2 separate regions of the Mus musculus genome follow, and region 1 is linked to region 2. Evidence: chromatin contacts called from public promoter capture Hi-C data. All regions are on one chromosome and are shown on one strand. Each heading gives the region's core, a stretch centred on a gene start, on an enhancer-like site or on the middle of the called end of the contact. The rest is flanking DNA. Distances are from core to core; before and after follow the strand shown. Region 1 holds the start of Gkap1 (G kinase anchoring protein 1). Region 2 holds the start of Fam193b (family with sequence similarity 193, member B).

The links. Promoter capture Hi-C pulls out the DNA fragments that hold promoters and counts their contacts.
Region 1: a promoter capture Hi-C map of liver shows a contact between it and region 2, with 2.4 times the contacts expected there. The contact joins the promoter of Gkap1 here to the promoter of Fam193b in region 2.

Annotation. Positions count from the first base shown.
Region 1 is chr13:58,271,505-58,275,588 of GRCm38.p6, forward strand. It overlaps Gkap1 (G kinase anchoring protein 1), which reads right to left and starts at 2,684. Exons shown (of 12, transcript NM_019832.4): 1 at 2,570-2,684. Gm26555 (a long non-coding RNA gene) reads left to right here and starts at 3,347. Exons shown (of 8, transcript XR_873524.3): 1 at 3,347-4,084.
Region 2 is chr13:55,568,240-55,572,423 of GRCm38.p6, forward strand. It overlaps Fam193b (family with sequence similarity 193, member B), which reads right to left and starts at 2,881. Exons shown (of 11, transcript NM_145382.4): 1 at 1,466-2,881. It overlaps Gm31364 (a long non-coding RNA gene), which reads left to right and starts at 2,857. Exons shown (of 2, transcript XR_873486.2): 1 at 2,857-3,186.

The DNA of each region.
Region 1 (4,084 bases), core at 1,434-3,933, 2.7 Mb after region 2:
TTCTCCCACTTTCCCTGTTCTGCGAGAAAACAGACTGCTCAGTGTTCACTTGTTCCTGGAGTCTGGAATGTCTGTCTCCTCCACTTAAAACTTCTCCGTTCTTCAAATTTAGCCCCATTGCAATTCTGATCTGCCTTCTCGTTAATGTTCCTGCACTTACACTTAATTCTGTTCTTCATGGACTCTTTCAACAGCTACCACTGTATCTAGCTCCCTACTGTCCTGATTTACAAAATGCTGAACAACACAGGTCTCTTCTTTGTATTCCCAAATATATATATATATATCAATCAAGGACTTGGCACAGATATCAGCCAGTTGTAATGGGCACATCTGCAGTCTCAGTACTGGAAGGGATAAGGCAGGAAGGTCATAGGTTCAAGGCTAAACTGGGCTACACAGTAAAAAACAGTCTCAGCAAAAAAAAAAAAAAAAAAAGAAGAAGAAACATTAATTAACATTATTAACATTAAATAAGTTAATCATGACCTCAAGCTTACTGACTGAGGCTTAATTACATTCTCCAATCACACAGTGCCATACCTAAGTGTGCACTGGAATCTGTGCTCTGAACTTGAACACTGAGGGTGGAGAGCACACACCATCTAACTAACAGCACCGTCACAACGAAGTGTTTCCACAACTCATCTTTTTCCCCCTAGGAATCTTGTTTTTGTAGGAAGCTTTGGATTTTGTGTCAAACTGCTGATTTTTAAAAGGTGAGGGTGTGAGATAAACTGTTGCTACTAAGGAACAGGCCAAGCTACGCCTAGCAAGATTTATAAATGAATGACCTGTTTTCTTGAGGCCTTGGTCTCTATGAAGGGCCACTGCCATCATGAGCACCTTCTTCTATGACATCAGTGTCGGGAAAGAATTGAGCCTGGGGGAACTTAAGTACATAATTTCAGCCCTTTAAAAAATGAACAGTAGTGACTGTGTCGATCAACACTATCAACCACCTAGCTTGATCCAAAACGGAACTATGCAATGTCAATGTCATCAGTTAATATGGCCATATGCTTTGAGAGGGCAGCTCTCTCACCATGTAGCCTGCACTGGAACCAAACTCTCAATCCTCCTGTCCCAGGCTCCTGAGTCTTGGGAATACAGGTGTACACCAGTTCGTGCAGCTAGAGAGGCCTTGGTGGACTCTAACAGATCAAACACAACAGACTGAGGACTTGCGACTCCAAGAGGCCCTGGGTTTGATGCCAAGCACTGTCCCTACGAATTACAAAATGAGAGGAAAAGGAATGGCCTGGTCTCCCTCATCTTCTTGGCTGCTTGACTGTCATTTTGACTTCTTAGAACTTAAGGTTACAGGGATCGAGGACCAACGGTCCTGAAACTTTTGCTTCCAACACACTTATCGAAAATGACATAAACTTAAAGGCATACCCGGAGCTCCACCACCCCCCCCCACCCCCCCCCCCCCCGCAACACACACACTGGTTAGGTGCAGCCTTCCTTTTCTAATCCGAAGCTCTCAACTTCTGTGGGTTGTGAACTCTTAGAAACAAAAACAAAAAGCAAACTGCAGACATGTACTAAGGAATTCAGTCATGAAGTGCAAAGGTGATTTTCACTTGCACACAACGTCCCTCTGATCCACGTGTAGGTTCTCGCTCTAGAGTGATTGCTAGAAGCCCCTAGGGTTAATATTAAACAGGTGTATTTCGATCTTTAGTGAAAAATCACATTAAAGAGGCTTAGACTAACCGATTTTAGTGGCATAAGCTAGTGTAGGGAAACCCCAGGCTTTCTAGGAAGATTCTCAATACAGCATTACCATCTTTCGGCAGTTTCTCCAGTATTTCTGGAGCTACAGCTTAACTTCATTCCCGTGACAGGCGGGCGCAAGCGCCTTCACATAAACAGACGAGGCTGAAGAACAATGCTTGTGTTTTTCCAGCGCCTCTGCCTCTCGCTAGAACTCTCCACCGACATCCCTTGAGAAATGTCGCCAGTGGAGGGAGCGGGGCAGACAATGGGATAAACTTTTGCCCCGACTGCTCCGCGTTTACAGACACCCCGAGGCTGGCACCCTACCGCTGCCACCGCCGCCGCCGCGCATAGCTGCTGGAAGCCCCGACAGCAGGGGCTTGTGCGAGAGCCTGCGCATCTACCTCGGGCTGCTGGGAGGGAGGGAGGGAAGGCGAGCGGCGAGCAGCCCCTCTCTCCTCCTTCGGGAACCGAAGCCAAATCTCACGCACGAGCAGTTCCGGGTGCTCCAAAACTTGTTCGCGAAGTACCCGGAGAAAGAGCGCGGCGGGCTGGGCGAGCCCCAGCCGCTGCCGAGACGCGGTGTCCAAGCCTGCAAGCGACACCGGCGTCGGGTGGGCGCCCCGGGGAGCCCCGAACGGGCGGCCGCACCTGCTGTCACTCCCGCGGCCGGCCGCGGCGGACCAGGCCTGCGGCCCGCACTCCCCCGCAGCCTCCGCGGCCCTCCCGCCGCCCGGCCCCGCTCGGCTCAGCCCCGCTCGGCTCCGCTCCGCTCCGCTCCCCGCCTCAGGCCGCACTCGGCCGCGTCCCCTCAGCCACGAGCTGCGAGGCTCCGTAGACTCACCGGGCCTCCCTCGCCGCGGTGCGGCCGCTCCCGTCTCCCCGCCGCTCCCGCGCTACCCCCGGGCGTTGGGCGCGGGCCGCGGGGCGTCCGCAGTAACGGGCCCGCGGAGGGCGGCGGCGCGCGGAGGGCGGGGCGGGGCGGGGCGGGGCGGACCCGCAAGCCTGGCGCCCGCCGTGGCCGGCCGGCGCGCGGGACTTCTTTGCCGAGGGTCGCAGCGCGGCGGACGCTGACGCCGAGGAGAGGTCCGCGGGGGACGGACTGCGGAGGACCAGAACCACCTGCTGGAGGAGCCGCGCTACGGGGGCCGCGCAGGGTCCAAACGGCTCGCGTAGGCGGCGGCTCCGCGGTCCTCGGGGTCGCGGAGCCGGGAAGGTGGGAGGCCTTCCGGGAGGAGGCTTAGGCCGCCGCGGGCGGCGCGCGGCGGGATCGCCAGGCTGTGGGGAGGCCCGGGGGCGGAGGCGGACCTCCAGTCGGCGAGGGAGGGCGGTGCTGCACGAGATGCAAACAGCCGGACGGCCTTGGGTTCCCGCGGGAGCACCTCCGGGGCCGCTTTAGTTTTGCAAAGTTAAGCGGCTTACCGGCAAACCCGTCCGCTACCGCCCAGCCGTGCGGGCTGCCCGGCGATGTCCCGCGCGAGTCACCGCCGCGGGTGTAGACGTGGGGGACACAGTGGGGAGCGAAGCAAAGAATCGCAGAAGACGCCAGATCACCCTAGGGCCCGGTGGAAAAAGAGAATGTTACTCGGGATCCGAGGACTGCGAGCATCTTTGGGGCAGCGCGAGGGAGGAGGCTTTTGGATTTGGCCTGGGAAGAGGTGGGGTTTTGCGGGGAGACCTCGGGGCCTTGGATGGAGGCCATTGGACGCTGCGTTCCACAATGAGATTGGAGGTGTTGACAAGTGGCAGAGACGACTGAAAAATGAGGGAGGGGGGCGGCGGTGGTGAGGGATGGCTGAGTTCCAAGAGTAAGGATTGATGTTTAAGGCAATATTTGATGTTTTAGGATTTAGAAGTTTGAAGGAAGAAATGAAGGCTTTTTTTGCTTTGTAACTCCTGCAGATGTTAGAGATTGAAAACTGGCAGTCCTGTGTAGACCAGGCAGACGGTAATAACAGATGAGCTATGGGGGGGCGGGGGGGGCGGTGAGGACACACGGCTATGAGCCCCCAACACTTGGCAAGCTGATCAGAAAGTGAGTCCAAGGCCGGTGGCTACACAGAAAGATTGATCCGGGGGTCGGGGCCAAGAGGATGGGGCAAGACAAGATAAAGGAAGGCAGGAAGAATTTTAAATGATTGAGAAGTGATGTGGAGGTGCATTCTACAGGATTTGAACATCTGATTGGGAAGGGAGAAATGAGGTCTTGAGACCCGGTTGCTTGTAAGAGGGAGCGTGAACACTTGGAAGAGGAGGATGCAGCTACTTACCGGTTTTCATAGGACTGGGGTTGAAGGCAGCTAAATAGGTGGCCATAAGCAGTTGAAGCAGTTCTAAAACAGCTGAAAGAACTGCACCT
Region 2 (4,184 bases), core at 1,631-4,130:
AGTGAGGGGGGTTACAAACCAAGATCCTTAAGAAAGATATGACAGTAGACAGAGCAATGTCCAGCCTCTACCCTGACAACAAGAACTTTTGACCAGAGCACAAAAAGCTGTATCTTGACTCTCATTTCTACCCTTAGCAAAAAGCGGAGTCCAATCAGAGCTGGTCTTTCAGCTCCCTTGTGTGTGTAAGAGTGAATTTTTACTTGATTGGAGTTTTTTTGCCTCTTGTTTGTAAGTGGGAGTCATTTGGGTAAATGTTTAATTGCTGTGGGTTTCTGTTTTCCCATCTGAGAACGGGGTAATTGTAGTTATATCCTCTAGTCTGTTTACTAATATCTGTTAGTCACTAGGACAGGGATCTGGTGACTAGTTGACAAAGCTCCTGCACTCTACAGTGTACATGGAAAAGCAGACAAAGAACCAGATCAGTTGGCTAATGCATCAAATCAGTGCTAGGTGCTGAGGAGAGCACAGGGGAGGTGGGAAGGGGAGGAGGAAGGTATGCGGGCTGGAGAGATAGCTCAGCGGGTAAGAGCACTGACTGCTCTTCCAGAGGTCCTGAGTTCAATTCCCAGCAACCACATGGTGGCTCACAACCACTTGTAATGGGATCCGATGCCCTCTTCTGGTGTGCCTGAAGACAGCTACAGTGTACTCATATACATAAAATAAATAAATCTTTAAAAATAACAAAATAAAAGTAAGGTATGCTAACCATCCTAGGTCTTTCTTTATAGACAAGAATCTATAAAAACCTGGATCAGAGGTACTAATGAAGGTTCAAATTTGGGACAACTGCATTTCAATGAAACTGGACAGTTAAGACACCATCCAAACTTTCTGGGCTCTCTATGTGACAGGGGCTCTAGAGCACTGTATGTCTGAATGGGAAAGAAAGAGGAAAACAGACAGCTAGCTGCATGGTTCTCTTCTAGATAACAACACTCTTTGGGGGCGGGGATGGGGGGTGGTCAAAACAGGTAAGAAGGGGAAGCAATGTCTGGTTGAAATGGAGACCCAGCAGGAGCACAGGGCAACCTGTGACAGCCTAGGCTGCAGAGCGGGATGTTGGGTATGCTTCTGACATCCAAGAAGTTGAGATACTTTCATTAATTAAAAATCCTCTCACCGTGATACGAGACACAAAGGAGACCAGCATCAAAAGTAGGTTACAATAAGTGCAGGTTCTAGCCTGATTCAACCTTCCCCTCCTTCACCTAGTTACTTCTCCATAAAGGCAAAGCCTGGGACAGGCGTGGAGGAGCCCACGAAGGGCATCCTCCCAGCCCGTGGTGTTCACTGTTCAGTGCTTGGGACAGACACATCAACAAGTTTCATCACAGAAGGAGTGGTGCCATTGAAGGGAAGCAAAGAGGGTGGTGGGCACAGAGGGGGCACTTGGTTTAACTGGGGAGGTCAGGGAAAGCGTTCCAGGAATGGTACCCCAAATGGCATCCCCACTCACATGCACAATTCCAGAGATTCTACTAGAAGGCTGTCAAGAGCCATGCCTTCAGGCTGCACCAGCCTCCCAGAGTCCCCTGCTGCCCGATGCAGTGTCTGCAGAGCCAAACGCATCTTCCGCCACGCCTCGTCCTCATCCGGGCGCTGCATCCGACCCTCCAAGACTCCTGCAGGGGCCTGCCTTCCTTGGCAGGCTCAGCCAAAAAACCAACTCAAAACTCTTTTGTCAGAGCAAGCTTAGGGTGAGCCACCCAGCCCCGGGTGCCACAACCCTCCCTGAGCAACTGTGGCCCACGCCACCCCCGCCTCTCCTGTTTGCTCCTTTTTGCTCAAAAGAAAGTGACCTTCCAGGTGGCAAGCTGGAAGCTTCCGAGAATCCTCCCAAATACTCTTAGTCTCGCAGGATTCACCAAACTAGTGGACTGGCGGGGGTTGGAGGTGGGAGTGGGGGCTCCTTATGGGACAGGAGATAGGAGGAGAACAAGGGTTTCCTCTTTAGTGGAGTTATTCTAACAGTCTTTGGGGCCGCCAACTGTTCTGCTGGGTAGGGAAAGGAGAGAGGTCCCGGAAGGCAGATGCAGAGAGGTACAGCTGTTGAGGGTAGCGGCTGCAGACCGTGCAGGGGAAGGGATGAAGCTGCTGGGGGCGGGGGTGGAGGGGCGCACAGAGGCTGCAGCCTTGCAGGTTCCAGCGCCCTGAGATGATGGTCTTTTAGGGGCTAGGGGATAGGGGGGAATCAGGTGGCTCCAAAGGGAAGTGGAGGGCAGAGAACTAAGCGGTGGTCTCGGGACCTGAGCGAGTCCCAGAGAGCATAAATGGTCAGAAGATTTAGCTCCGGAGCAGGGCCTGAACGGGTAGCTTTACAAGGGTCGCAAGAGGGTTGGCTGAGCTTTGGCTTTGGAGAGGGGTCCAGCTTCCACTCCCGGCAAGCGGGTTGAAAGCATCTGCCCCGGACTTGGGATTTGGTCCCAGACCCACAGTATGGTCCATGCCCACTCCCGCCCCACTCCCGCTCCCGCTCTGGGGAGGTGTAAGCAGCCCGGCAGTCGGAGTCGTTTTGCTCGATCCTACCTGAGGGCCTGGAGCCAGCTTGGGCTCTTCTTCCTCTCGGGGACCGTCGCAATCCAGCTCGGCGGGCACCTCCGGGGGCCCTGCACCGGCTCCCGCTTCCAGGCTCGGCGGCGGCGGCTGCGGCTCGGGCGCCTGGGGCTTCTGCAGCCCCGCGGCCCGCGCCCGCTCCCGCCGGCCCGCGCCGCCGCTTGGCCTGCTCCGCCTCCGAGTCATGCTGCCTCTTGCGCCGCTCCCCCGCTCGCTGGCTCCTCTCGCGCCTCCGCCGCCGCCGCCGCCGCCGCCGCCGCCGCCGCCGCCGCCGCTCCCCTCACAGGACAACAGCCAATATGGCGGCGCCCGGCGCCCCTCCCCGCCTGCTGCCAACAGGTCAGAGGGCACACTCAGTCCGCGCCGCCGCAGTCGCCACGGAAGCCGCCAGCGCCATTTTTAATAAGGCCACCTCGCTGGGCTTCGCAGGAGACCAGCCCCGGGCGAGATCCTGTCCTAAGCACTAGTCCGAAAGGCTGCGATCGGCTGGAGAAACACATTGGGCTCTGTAATAGCGGGCCTAGGAGCTTAATTATCCATTAAATAATGAGTGAGTTACTAATCTTTTTGCTGCGAACTTTTCACGCTCATCTCTTGGCTCCTCCCTAAATCACTTGGAAACAGGTACGAATTATTCCCATTTTGCAATGGACAAGCACTGGCTGCAAAATGCCTACCATAGATTCCTAGATATCATCCCACCACACCTGTGGTCAGCCTGAGGCGAAAGAATAGGCAGGTCTTTACTTGTCGTTTACTGGGAGCCCCACGTTCTGTGCTCAGAACTGCAGGACCCAGACTCAGGTCGTTCTTGAGGCTGATGGGGAAGGGGGTCACTTAAATAGATAATAGGATCGGCGTGACAAGGATGAAATGATTAAAGCACATACTCTGGCAATGTTTTTTTTTTTTTTTAAGTGGTATGTGCGAGAGAGGTCTTTAACCCACAAAGCAAAATTAGAAATGTTTTAATAGCTCAGCATTTTAGTTGTTAATATGTCATCTCCACCCATTTTCTTCCCACAGGGGGAGAAAAATTCAGGCACATGGAACAAAAAAATATATGTATTTTTTTTTTAAGTTTCCAATGCTGTCTTATGCCTTGTCGAGTGAAACTGGAACTTTTTAGTAGTTACACGTGGAATTTATATTGATAACATCAATCAGAACAAAATCTGAAACTTTGACTACCAAGAAGTAAATCAATTTTTAAAAATTGCTCTATTTATCTTATTGTTTTAATAGGTATGTGTGTGTATGTGTGTGTGTCGGTGGGACTGGGTTAAACTTCTTTGGCCTAACTTGCTCCATCTTGAAGTCTGTCCTCCGTTTTGCATGGCCCCAATTCCAAGAAAAACCACAAATGTTCTAGAGTCTACCACTCAGGGAAGGGGAGGAACATCTGGCCTTTTCTCCAAGATCCTGAAACAGTTGCCACCCTTCTTTCCCTGGAATACCTAGGGGCCACCACAGACCAATCAGGAACCAGGACCTCTGGAAAGCCCCCTAACCACAACCAACCATGGTAAAGGTTGCCTAGACCCTCACCCTAATCTTCCACTTCATACCTGGTTGTGGTTTTCTGCTTTAAAAGGCCTGTGAGCCCACTTCTTGGGCTCATT